Regions from separate parts of the Callithrix jacchus genome. Here region 1 is linked to region 2. Evidence: chromatin contacts called from public Hi-C data. All regions are on one chromosome and are shown on one strand. The core of a region is the stretch at or near the end of the contact, and the rest is flanking DNA. Distances in the headings are between cores, read along the strand shown. Region 1 has its middle 5.3 kb from the start of ACKR2. Region 2 holds the start of SMCO1 (single-pass membrane protein with coiled-coil domains 1).

Region 1 (6,049 bases), core at 958-3,457, 62 kb after region 2:
AGCCAGGTGTGGTGGTAGCATGCCTGTAATCCAAGCTATTTGGGAGGCTGAGGCATAAGAATTGCTCAAACCTGGGAGATGAAGGTTGCAGTGAGCTGAGATCCCTACTACTCGAGAAGCTGAGGCAGGAGAATCACTTGAGCCCGGGAGGTGAAGGTTGCAGTGAGCTGTGATTGTGCCACTGCACTCCAGCCTGGGTGACAGAGTGAGACTCTGTCTCAAAAAGAAAAAAAAAAATCAGTTAATGAGCCATGTCCAGCTTTTACTTATTTTTTTATTATTTTTATTTTTTGAGATGGAGTCTTTCTCTGTCACCCAGGCTGGAGTGCAGTGGCGCAATCACAGCTCACTGCAACCTTCGCCTCCTGGGCTCAAGTGATTCTCCTGCCTCAGCTTCCCGAGTAGCAGGGATTACAGGTGCCTGTGACTGTGCTTGGCTAATTTTTTAGTAGAGATGGGGTTTCACCATGTTGGCCAGGCTGGTCTCGAACTCCTGACCTCAAGTGATCCCCCCACTTCAGCCTCCCAAAGTGCTGGGATTACAGGCATGAGTCACCATGCTTGGCTCATGTTCGGCTTTTAAAAACTATGAAACAGAAAGAAAATATCCAAGTACATTGGTAGTAGTTAGGGTAATATTTTGTTTAACCTATTTTTTCAGGTGTATGTATGTGTGTGTATGGGTACAATAGACTGCCAAGTAAAACGCATTTCTTATTGTGGAATACAGGCAAAAAAATCTGCTTAGATGGTAACGGGACTGGATTCTCATCCAAATTCTCCCCCTCCCCTGCTGTCTAGAAGGATGGTCTCCATATTCTGTGAGCCACAGAAACAGAATAATTTTTGTTGGGCGCCTGAGATGGTAAAGTGCTGTGTTTATGCCTGAGACGCTGATTTAGCCAAAGTGTTCCTAAACCTGTTTATATGCCCAGAACTCTCCGTTTACAGGGAATTGCATTCTTTAGGAGGGGGACTAGGATCAGGCCTCTGGGCTTTTTCTTAGCCACCCCCGTTCCGTTTTCCAGCTTCCAAGCGCACACCCGGAGCTTCTGCCTCCGAACATTCCGTCACTTTTCCAGTTACAGCGTTTCCTTACCTCTCACGACTTCCTCATTTTGTCACCGCGTTTCCCACTATGATGTATGATGTGGATGGGTCACGCATTCATTCCCGGAGCCGCCTCCGTGTTGTCCCACCCCCACCTCTCCGGGCGTGGCGCTGTGAAACAAGAGGAGGCCTAGCGGCCCTCTGTCATCCCACAGGTTCCGCTCCTGGAATTTTGCTCAGCAGTTTCTTTCCATTGACTCTTTCTAGGGGTGGCTGGGGGGTGACTTGGGACATGCTTTGGATAGAGCAGAAGATAAGCGTTGAAGGGGAAGTAGTCCTGGAGCAGACTCTGAGACAAAGATTTGAGTGTAAATTTTAGGTTGAGCTATATGAAATTGCCAATTTTATAGGTCAAAAAGCTCAAATATTGGCAGTGTCATATGGTTCCACTAATGGTTTATCTGGGAGTTGGAGACTTGAGCAGGAGAGTGAGGAGGAGGTGAGGCAGAGGAAGGAAGGCAGCCAGTAAAGTGTGTTAGCAAACCGGCTTCCCATGTGGGTGGTTGGACTTAATCCTCTGGGAGAAACGCAGGGAGACAGCGCTGTGCACACGCCTTGGGGTTATTCCACCCAAGGGTAAGCGAGGTGGGGCATTTCGGTCATTGGTTGGGGGTTCTTGGTGGGGGGCAGGGAACATTATGTCCTGGAATTTCTGGCATGCCGCACTGGCAGGCAGAGGCACAACAGGCTTTGTTATTGGTCAGAGCAAGGCCACAGACAGAGCAGTGTGGGTACGAACAGCTGGAAGTCAGCCAGCATACACCCAGCAGGTGGAAGCTCTGATAGACGAGGGCCACAGATGGTGCCTGCTCCAGGCGCTCTGCCAGGGGATTCTGAAGGTGACTCCAGTGAGCACCTCTGGCCACAGACTCAAGTAGATGAGAAAATATGACTGTATTTTTCTAGAACAAGCTATTTTCTATTTTGAGACCACATTCTACAGGATGTGGACACTAAATTGCCATCACTGGGAATTGAATTGCATCAGTTCCAGGAAACTGGTTAGTGCCCAGGTACAGGAGAGCATGGCACCACCTGGCTCTTGGTGGCCTCTGTCCACATAGGCCTCCACTGAGATGTCAGCATGCTGCCTCCCTGATGGACACCAGCCTGTATGTCCACACTACTGTGGTCCACTAGCACCTTCAGGCCTGGCAGCTCATTGAGCACTTTCCTTTGGTTGCTTCAGGCTAGGGATTGGGATGGGTCTACCTGTGGACCTGTTCACCTTGGACTCCCCATGTGCCATGTCCCTGTGTCCCTCTGGGTCCCACAAACACCAGGACTGTGGCCATAAGGCAGGGCACAGGGTCCCTCTAATGTTTAGACTGACCTGCTTCCTTCCTGCCTCTCATCTTCTTAGCCTGGGGAATACTTGTTTAGTTTGGTATAGAATAGAAACGGAACCTTAATTGCCTCAAACTCCTGTAATCAAAAACCAAGAAAAAATTCAAAGACCCTCCCTGAGTCTCACTGTTTGAGTAGAAGAAAAGTGAATGGTGAGGAAACACCAATTAACATTGACTGATTGATTGATTGATTGATTGAGACAGAGTCTCATTCTGTCGCCCAGGCTGGTGCAGCGGCGTGATCTCTGCTCACTGCAACCTCTGCCTCCTGGGCTCAAGCAATTCCTCACCCTCCTGAGTAGGTGAAACTACAGGCTCATGGCACCATACCTGGCTAATTTTTTTGTATTTTTATTAGAGATGGGGTTTCATCATGTTGGCCAAGCTGGTCTTGAACTCCTCATCTCAGATGATCCACCCACCTCGGCCTCTGATTGACATTTTAAAATATGAAGTTCTGCCTTAACTCCTAGGGAACCTCTGGTCACACCCTTAACAAGGCAATGTGACCACGGCCCCTTCCACAGATGCTTCCGCTGCTACTTTTTGCTTTATGACTATCGCAGCCGTGTAATAGAGGAGAGAAAGTTGCTGTCTTAAGCAAGGCAAGGGTTCTTAATTCGAAGTCCATGATCTAATTCAGGAAACTTTTGAAGTTGGGCAGGAAAAATTTTCCACTTTTATTTTCATTAACCTCTCACAAAATTAACTTTTCTTTCAATTATGAATGAAGGCAATGAAACACAGAACATGTTGAATATCTCTTCAAAATGTTTTGAACCTGAAGTGTTTTGGATCTTGGATTTTTTCAGATTTTGGAATATCTGCATATGCATAATGAGATATTTTGGGGCTGGGACACAAAAACATGAAATTCATTTGTGTTTCATATGCACTTTACACACATGACCCAAAGGCAATTTTAAACAATAGTTAAAAGAATTTTTTGCGTAAAACAAAGTTTTTACTGTATTTTGGTTGCAACCCATCACATAAGGTGAGGTGTGAAGTTTTTCACTTGTGGCATCACGTTAGCCCTCAAAAAGTTTTGGATTTTGGAGCATCTTGGAGTTTTGGATTAGGGATCTGTAATATCAGCTTGTAATATTATTGGGACCTTGTCACTGGTATCTTGAAACATAATTTATACTCATCACTATTATAGACAGAATAATTGTTTTCACTACCTCCAAATTTATATGTTGAAACCTAATTTCCAATGTGATGATTTTTGGAGGTGGGGCTTTTTGGAGGTGACTAGGTCGTGAGGTTGGAGCCCCTATGAATGAGATTAATGCCCTTATGAAAGAGACCCCAGAAAGCTCTCTTGTCCCTTTCATCATGTGAGTTCACAGTGAGAAGGCACCATCTATGAAATGGGAAGCGGACCCTCACCAGACACCATCCAGATAAATAAACTGGCACTTCTAATCTTGTGCAAGGAGAGTTGACTGAGGAACTGACTCAGTGCAAGAAGACAGCTTCAACTTCTATGATTTCATCCCTGATCAATTAGCACTCCTGGCTCACTGGCTTCCCCACCCCACTAAGTTTTCCTTAAAAACTCTGCTCGCTAAATGCTCAGGGAGACTGATTTGAGTATTAATAAAACTCTGGTCTCCCGCACAGCTGGTTTTGTGTGAATTACCCTTTCTCAATTGCAATTCCCCTGTCTTGATGAATTGGCTCTGTCTAGGCAGTGGGCAAGCTGAACCCCTTGGGAGGTTACAATATTGGCTTGTTTTCATTCAGCATAATCCCCTTGAGATGGATCCACGTGTGTGCAGATCAACAGCTTGTTTCTTTTTATTGTTGAGTGGTCTTCCATGGTAGACTTAGTACCTGGTCTACCGAACCACTACCCGCTGGAAGACATCTGGATTATTTCCGGCTTTGAGCTATAATTGGTTTTTAATGTATTTTATTTTGTGTTTTAAAAACATTATTCTGAGAAGGAGTCCAAAGGCTTTGCCAGACTGCCCAAGGGATCCACTGGTATGAAAATGTAGTTCTAAGGGGAGATAAATGTCTGCCTCTACATTGTTTCTAGAGAGAATTCCTAGAGTCCGGCTGGGAGTGGGAACACGGAAGGGCAGCAATTTCAAAGCCTTGTCAGGGCTTCCGTGCTGTTGGAGTGAGACAAGAACCAGATAGTCTCTGTCATCACAGTGACATATTGAGCTGAGCTGGACTATAATGAGGGGTAGTGATTCTGTGAACCTAGAGTATAGTGAGGGGCCAGGGAAGAATGAGAGGAGCCCAGCCACGTGGCAGCTTGAAACCCAACCATTGCCCCAAACTTAAGGAAAATCTGCCATGCTCACAAATGAGCTATGTGAGAGATTTTAGGAGGCAAAGCACAGTGAGGGGGCAGAGTCCCTTATCTTGATCTGCAGGGAGAATAAAACAGGTATGACAAGTGAGTAGTGAGTGGGATGGAGAGTTACCGTAAGTAGACTCAGAGCTCCAAGTGACAGAGACAACATAAGCACCTGGGAGTTTTAGTGGGGGCAATCCCATTTCATTCACTTTTTCTTCTTTTTCTTGAGATGGAGTCTCATTCTGTTGCCCAGGCTGGAGAGCAATGGCATGATATCAGCTCACTGCAACATCTGCCTGCCAGGTTCAAGTAATTCTCCTGCCTCAGCCTCCCAAGTAGCTGGTGCCCACCACCATGCCTGACTAATTTGTTGTATTTTTAGTAGAGATAGGGTTTCATCATGCTGGCTGGCCAGGCTGGTCTTGAACTCCTGATGTCGTGATCCATCCACCTCGGCCTCCCAAAGTGCTGGAATTACAGGCATGAGCCACCATGCCCGGCTGCCATTTCATTCCCTTTCAAAGGATGTGATCTTAGCTGACACTGAGCTGCACTTGAATTCACCTGTAGGGAATTTTCTTATTTTAGTCGGAGGAGTCAGGGTTTGTGTTGTGATGACCTCCCAGCCTCCTCTCTCAGAAGGACAGTCCCCTAACTGGGAAGTTTCAGGTGGAGTTTGGACTCTGTCTCCAGCTTGTTATGCCCAGTCATATGTGGTACTGTGGCCTGAATGGGAATCTGGTGGGAATGCTGGTAGCTAAGGAGCCACTTAGCGGGAAGGCACTGAAGCAGGGACAGAGGTGGGCAAGTGTCTGTAGGAGGAGGCTATGGGTGTTGAAGCTAGGCCAGGTCACCAGCGTACAACCACTAAAGAATGAATGGATCTGGAATCGACGTCAGCAGCTGCTCACTTCACAAGCAGCAGCAACCAGCCGGAAAGTGCCTCCTCAGAGGAGCAGCACCAACTATGAGGTAGTTTCACAAACATCTTCGACCTGAATCAGATCAAACCTCCACCTTTCCATTTATGGGAAATACAGAGAACAGAGTGGCATGTTAAACAATAACATAAAAATGCGAAATCCAGACTCTAGGAAACTTTCCACACAGTATGAAAAACCAGGCTCTTCAATAAATAAGTTACAAAGAAAAGCGAAAGACGGAGATGAAGATGAAACCTATGGATTAAAAGAGATTGGGAAAAGTATCAACCACTCACAGTGTGTGGTTCTTGTTTGGATCATGATTCAGACAAACTGTGAAGGAGAAA
Region 2 (6,476 bases), core at 2,053-4,552:
TCCGTATGTGGCTACTTGGCTGGTCATTGTGATACCTGTACACGTGGCTTCTACCTGGCTGCCTTGATATCTGCATACATAGCAACAAAGAAAATGTAGCAGGAACTGCCATATTGGGTGAACTTGGCTCTTAGTCACCAGCATTTTCACATGCAGGCCTGTGGCTTGCATATCGATACTTGCAGGTCTGCTTTTCCAGGCCACTTTCTGTTAGAAAAGAAATGTTTGGGGCAACTGCTTTTTATAAAAAGAAAAAGCATTACTGAGGACCCTTTTACCCTTTCTAGCTGCCTAAAATAAGTTTTTAATAACTCCTGTAATAGTGGTGGTGTGCACCTATAATCCCAGCAACTGGGTTGGTGGGGGGGGCGGGGGCGGCGCGCTGAGGCAGAAGAACTGCTTGAAACCCGGAGGCAGAGATTTCAGTGAGCCCAGATTGCCCCGCTGCACTCTAGCCTGGGGAACAGAGTGAGAGTCCATCTCAAAAAAAAAAAAAAGAATACAGATGAACAGCCAGTTTTAGAGATGCATAGGGGAAGGTATGCCAGGGTGGGGGCAGGGGGAGGTGGGGTGCTGTGGAGCTTCCACATCCTCTCTGTGACACCACCCCACCAACACTTCCTTGTATCCAGCAACCCAGAAGCTCATCAAGCCTCATTGTCCAAGAGTTTTTTGTTTTATTTGTTTTGAGACAGAGTGTCACTCTGTTGCCCAGGCTGGAGTGCAGGGGCGTGATTTCAGCTCACTGCAACGTCCACCTCCCGGGTTCAAGCAATTCTCCTGCCGAAGCCTCTCAAGCAGCTGGGACTACAGGTACCCACCACCACACCTGGTTAATTTTTTGTATTTTTAGTAGAGAAAGGGTTTCACCGTGTTAGCCAAGATGGTCTTGATCTCCTGACCTTGTGATCCACCCATCTTGGCCTCCCAAAGTGCTGGCATTACAGGTGTAAGCCACTGTGCCCTGCCTGAGATTTTATGGAACTTGATCTCCAGTTCACTCATTCCATTTCCTGGAAGTTGGTGGGTGGAGCTGACAGTTCCAACCTATAGTGACCAGCCCATCTGGAAGCTATTCTAGTTGTACCACCCTAAATCACCTCATTAGCATAAACTCACGTGTGATCAAGAGGCTCAGTATGAATAACAAAAGACCCTCCTATCACTCAGGAACTTCCAAGGGTTTTAGGAGCTTTTTGACTGAAACGAGGAAAAGATGGAATATATTTCACATTATACTACAATATCACTGCTAGATTAATCTATCTTTTTTTGAGGTGGAGTCTCGCTGTGTCACCCAGGCTGAAGTGCAGTGGTGCAGTCGCAATCTAAACTCACTGCAACCTCGGCCTCCTGAGTTCAAGCCATTCTCCTACCTTAGCCTCCCAAGTAGCCAGGACTATAGGTATGTGCCACCATGCCTGGCTAATTTTTATATTTTTAGTAGAGATGGGGTTTTGCCATGTTGGCCAGGCTGGTCTTGAATTCCTGACCTCAAGTGATTTGCCCGACTCGGCCTCCCAAAGTGCTGGAATTACAGGTGTGAGCCACTGCACCCGGCCCTAGATTAATCTTTTAAAACCAACAGTTCACATCTGTCAGAACACCTACCAGGCTAGCTAGATGCATTCCTCTCTTGTAATTCTTGTGTACTGTGTCCCTGCTAGTAGGCTCCTTGAAGACAAGGATTTCACCTTACTTATCACTATATTGCCAGTGCCTGGAATAGTGCTACTCATTCATTCATAGATTTTATCCATTCCGTTAATATTTGTGACATTCAGTAAGTATTGAATAAGTGAATAAATTATTCGGTGAATAAATAAACACAGGACATGGCTCTTACCAGTTTAAATGTTTTGGTTGTTTTCTTTTCCTTATACGAATCTTTTGCTCAAAACATACCATGCATTGTTTCCAGAACACATCATTTACTTTGCCACCTCTGTGATTTTGCTCACAATTTCTCCAGTTTGTAATACCTTTCACATTCTTCTCTGATAATCAAAGACCCTGACCTTGAGGCCAAGCCAAGTATCATCGGCAGTAGGAGTATTTCCCCAATGACCCAAGAGTTCAGTGACTTAGTCTGTCATCTTCTATTATTTTTATGGTCTCTATCTACTTAGCACACATCCCATATACATTTTCTATTTAAGGATATATTCTCTCTTCCCAATTAGATTTTAAATCTCATGAAAACAGAAGTCCTAGGCCAGGTGCGGTGGTCACGTCTGTAATCCCAGCACTTTGGGAGGCTGAGGTGGGCGGATCATGAGGTCAGGAGTTGGAGACCAGCCTGGCCAACATGGTGAAACCCTGTCTCTACTAAAAATAGAGTGAGCAGAGATCATGCCATTGCACTCCAGCCTGGGTGATAGAGCAAGACTCTGTCTCAAAAAAAAATTTAAAAAAGAAAACAGAAGTCTTATTTTATTTCCATATTTATATTCAATTCCTAATCTAATACTATATTGTAGTATAGATTGAATATTGAAACCCGGAGGCAGAGGTTTCAGTGAGCCCAGATCGCCCCACTGCAGTCCAGCCTGGGCAACAGAGTGAGAGTTCATCTCAAAAAAAAAAAAAAAGAATATTGAATATTGAATATAGAAGCTCATTCTCCCCCCCCATACATATATATATGTATGTATGTATATTCCTTTGCTCAGGCTGGAGTGCAGTAGCATGATCATAGCTCACTGCAGCCTCTGACTCCTGGGCTCAAGCAATCCTCCCATTACCACCTCTTGAGTAGATGGGACTACAGGTATACACCACACCACCCCTGGCTAATTTTTGTGGAGACAGAGTCTCTCTCTGTTGCCCAGGCTGGTCTTCAACTCCTAGGCTCAAGCAGTCCTCTCACCTTGGCTTCCCAAAGTACTGGGATTACAGGCGTGAGCCACCATGCCCAGCCGTAACAAGTATTTAGTAGTTTCTAATGACGGTTAGGTTTTTTGCTTTGATATTGTCACCATGATCATAAAAGATCTGGGGTACTCTTTAAACCTAATTTAAGCTGCAATTAAATAATGAAGCTGTTAAAATATGAGAGTAACATTTCCATCAAATTTAATCCGGGTATATGTTACGTTAATGTATCTGTATATATATTTAGCAGCATATACACAGAATCGTAATTATACATGGTTGTTGCTCTATGTTGATGTACTATGGTTCAGTTTTCAAAGGCAAATGTTATAGTGCATTCCAGGACACCTGTGTTCACAGGATCAGTTCTTTGAAACTATATTTGGATGTGCAAGCTATTAAAAGCTTCTTGCACTGAGTGGCCTTTCAGGCAGAATGTAGATTGAATACTCATACTACCGCTGCCTGTTGCTGAGTGGAAGACAGCAGAAAATTTGGATTCAAACATTTATTCGTTTTTGTTTTGCTTTGTTTTATTTCCTTTTGCCTTAAGAAGATGAACAGTGAAACCACAACCCTGATATCCTTGAAGGAGGCAATGAAAAGGTTGCTGAGGGGTGTAGTAAGGGAGTAAGCATGGGTCTGCTATTCTGGGAAGATGGGTAAGAGAAGAATGAAGAATAGAAATAAACAAAGAACTACAGAAATTCTCATTAGAGTTCTGTCTCTATGGCTGGGCACGGTGGCTCGCGCCTGTAATCCCAGCACTTTGGGAGGCTGAACTGGGCAGACCACAAGGTCAAGAGATCGAGACCATCCTGGCCAACATGGTAAAATCCTGTCTCTACTAAAAATACTAAAATTAGCTGGGTATGGTAGTGGGCACCTGTAGTTCTAGCTACTTGGGAGGCTGAGGCAGGAGAATCGCTTGAACCCGGGAGGTGGAGGTTGCAGTGAGCCAAGATCATGTCACTGCACTCTAGCCTGGTAACAGAGCAAGACTCCGTCTAAAAAAAAAAAAAAAAAAAGCAAGGCTCAATGGCTCACACTTGTAATCCCAGTACTTTGGGAGGCCGAGGCAGGCAGATCACCTGAGGTCAGGAGTTTGAGACCAGCCTGACCAACATGGAGAAACCCCATCTCTACTGAAAATATAAAATTAGCCAGGCTTGGTGGTGCATGCTTGTAATCCCAGCTACTGGGGAAGCTGAGGCAGGAGATTCACTTGAACCCGAGAGGCGGAGGTTACAGTGAGCCAAAATTGCACCATTGCACTCCAGCCTGGCAGCAAGAGTGAAACTTGGAAACTTGTCTCAAAAAAAAAAAAAAAAAAAGAAGAATTATGTCTCTATCACAGTGATTTAAGTCTTCCAGGCCCAAATCTATATAAATTAATAATAAAGAAATGTCTGCTCCCAGGTGCTGTAACTCCATTTGATGTATGCATGTGCTAAATCTTAGATTTACAAACATAAGTAAAACATGGTTTCTGCCCTCAAGGAGCTCAAAACCTGTAGGAAAGAGAAAAGTTTCAAAGATATTTACAATTGAATGTGATTGACCTTACAATGGTGATGCTCCTAAAGGGCTATGGAACACGAAGGGAGGATCAATCAATTTTGCCTTTGACACTAGAAAAAGGAACTCTTCATATAGGGTCATTTAAGCTGAATCTTTTTCTTTTTGAGATGGAGTCTCGCTCTTGTTGCCCAGGCTGGAATGCAATAGCGTGATCTCGGCTCACTGCAACCTACACCTCCCAGATTCAATCAGTTCTCCCGAGTAGCTGGAATTACAGGCATGCACCACCTGGCCAATTTTTGTATTTTTAGTAGAGATGGGGTTTCTTCATATTAGTCAGGTTGGTCTCAAACCCTCAGGTTATCTGCATGCCTCGGCCTCCCAAAGCTGGGATTACAGGCGTGAGCCACTGCACTCAGCTTAAGCTGGATCTTGAAGTACAAGTAGGAACTTATGAGGCAGAAAAATATGGGAAGGAATTCTAGGCTGAGGAAACAGTGCATATAAGCCATATGTAAGCTTGGAATTGCATAATGTACTCAGGTAGCAACTAGATGTCTCTTGTAATTGATGACTAGGATGGGTGAGGGACTGGCAGAAGACAGGAGCAAAGGGTAAAGGCCCTTGTGTTTCCTGCTGAGGAGATCCAGTTTGGCTCTAAGTATATCACTGGGCAAGTCAGGATGGCATAAACCATTTATAATCAGTTGAGTTACAGGATCAGAATTGTGGTTTAGAAGAATGTGTCTGGAGGATGGATTGGAAATTGAAAACAGGGGTCCAGTTGGGCTACTGTAATCTTAGGTCCTAGTGAAAGATGATGAGAAACTCATTTAGTGGAGATGGAGAGGCAGGAATGGGTTAGAGAGACATAAAAGGGGAAGAGAAAACAGTTGAGAATTATTCTGAGATTTCTAGTTCAAGCAGCTGGATAGATGGTAAGGTCATTAATGGAACTAAGGAAGTAGTAGTAAAACAAAACAAAACAAAAAACAGGCTGCATTCAGATTTGCATGTTGGTTTAGATTTAATTGGACTGGCCAGGGACTGTCCTTTGGTGAGAGGATTCCAAAGAACTGCTGCAATTGTAAAATTTTATACTGATTGACAAGCTAGAGTTCATCTCTGAGGTTCAAGCTACAGATGACCTATAAGCAATATACTCTTAAAGGTCTGGAAGTTAATACAAATGGTATCCCAAACGACTTTTTTTTCTTTAACGAAGTCCTGCTGGCTGGAGTGCAGTGGCATGATCTCAGCTCACTGCAACCTCTGCCTCCCAGGTTCAAGCGATTCTCCTGCCTGAGTAGCTGCAACTACAGGCGCGTGCCACCATGCCTAGCTAATTTTTGTATTTTTAGTAAGGACAGGGTTTCACCATGTTGGCCGGGACGGTCTCGATCTCTTGACCTTGTGATCCACCCACCTCAGCCTCCCAAAGTGCTGTGATTACAGGCATGAGCCACTGCACCTGGATGACTTTTTTTTTTTTTTGTTCCACAGGGTCTCACTGTGTTGCCCAAGCTGAATGCAGTGGCATGATCACAGCTCACTGCAGCCTTGACCTCCTGGGCTCAAGTAATTCTCTTACCTCAGCCTCCCCAGTAGCTGGGACCACAAGTACACATACCACCACACTAGGTTAATTTTTAAATTTTTTGTAGAGATGAGGTCTCACTATGTTGCCCAAGCTGGTCTCAAACTCCTGGACTGAAGTGATTCACCCACCTCAGACTCCCAAAATGCTAGAATTATAGGTGTAAGCCACTGCACCCAGCTCAAATAACATGGGTTTGACTTGTAGACAGAAATAGCTGGCATATCAGGTCACACAGGCTTATATTCCTACAAAGTGAAAATTAATAGTGAGTCTTGTCTATGTGTAAAGCAGTGACAACATTCCTTCATAGTCATTTCTGAAGATGGGGGTGGTATTAGTAGGTTAAGCTTAGGAGAGTTGAGGTTCAGTAGCTCCGTCTTGATGGAGATGCACAAAACATAGTTGAAAATACAGGTCTAGGCCGGGTACTATGACTCACACCTGTAATCCCAGCACTTTGGGAGGCCAAGGCAGGCGGATC

What was found. A called contact is a pair of places that touch in the nucleus more often than the background predicts.
Region 1: a contact with region 2 is called in a Hi-C map of skeletal muscle, with 2.7 times the contacts expected there. The contact joins the enhancer-like site here to the promoter of SMCO1 in region 2. A contact is called at or near these places in 3 of 3 Hi-C or Micro-C datasets (induced pluripotent stem cells and skeletal muscle).

What each region holds. Positions count from the first base shown.
Region 1 is chr15:25,653,309-25,659,357 of calJac240_pri, forward strand. No RefSeq gene overlaps it. Among named protein-coding and RNA genes, the nearest start is that of ACKR2, 5.3 kb to the right of the region's middle. Within about 2 kb of position 2,208, at least 6 of the 16 cell types and tissues checked have an H3K27ac peak or open chromatin away from gene starts, as enhancers often do. A contact at or near this core is called in skeletal muscle, where this site is marked.
Region 2 is chr15:25,590,642-25,597,117 of calJac240_pri, forward strand. It overlaps SMCO1 (single-pass membrane protein with coiled-coil domains 1), which reads left to right and starts at 3,303. Exons shown (of 3, transcript XM_008981471.5): 1 at 3,303-3,504. The coding sequence starts at 3,431.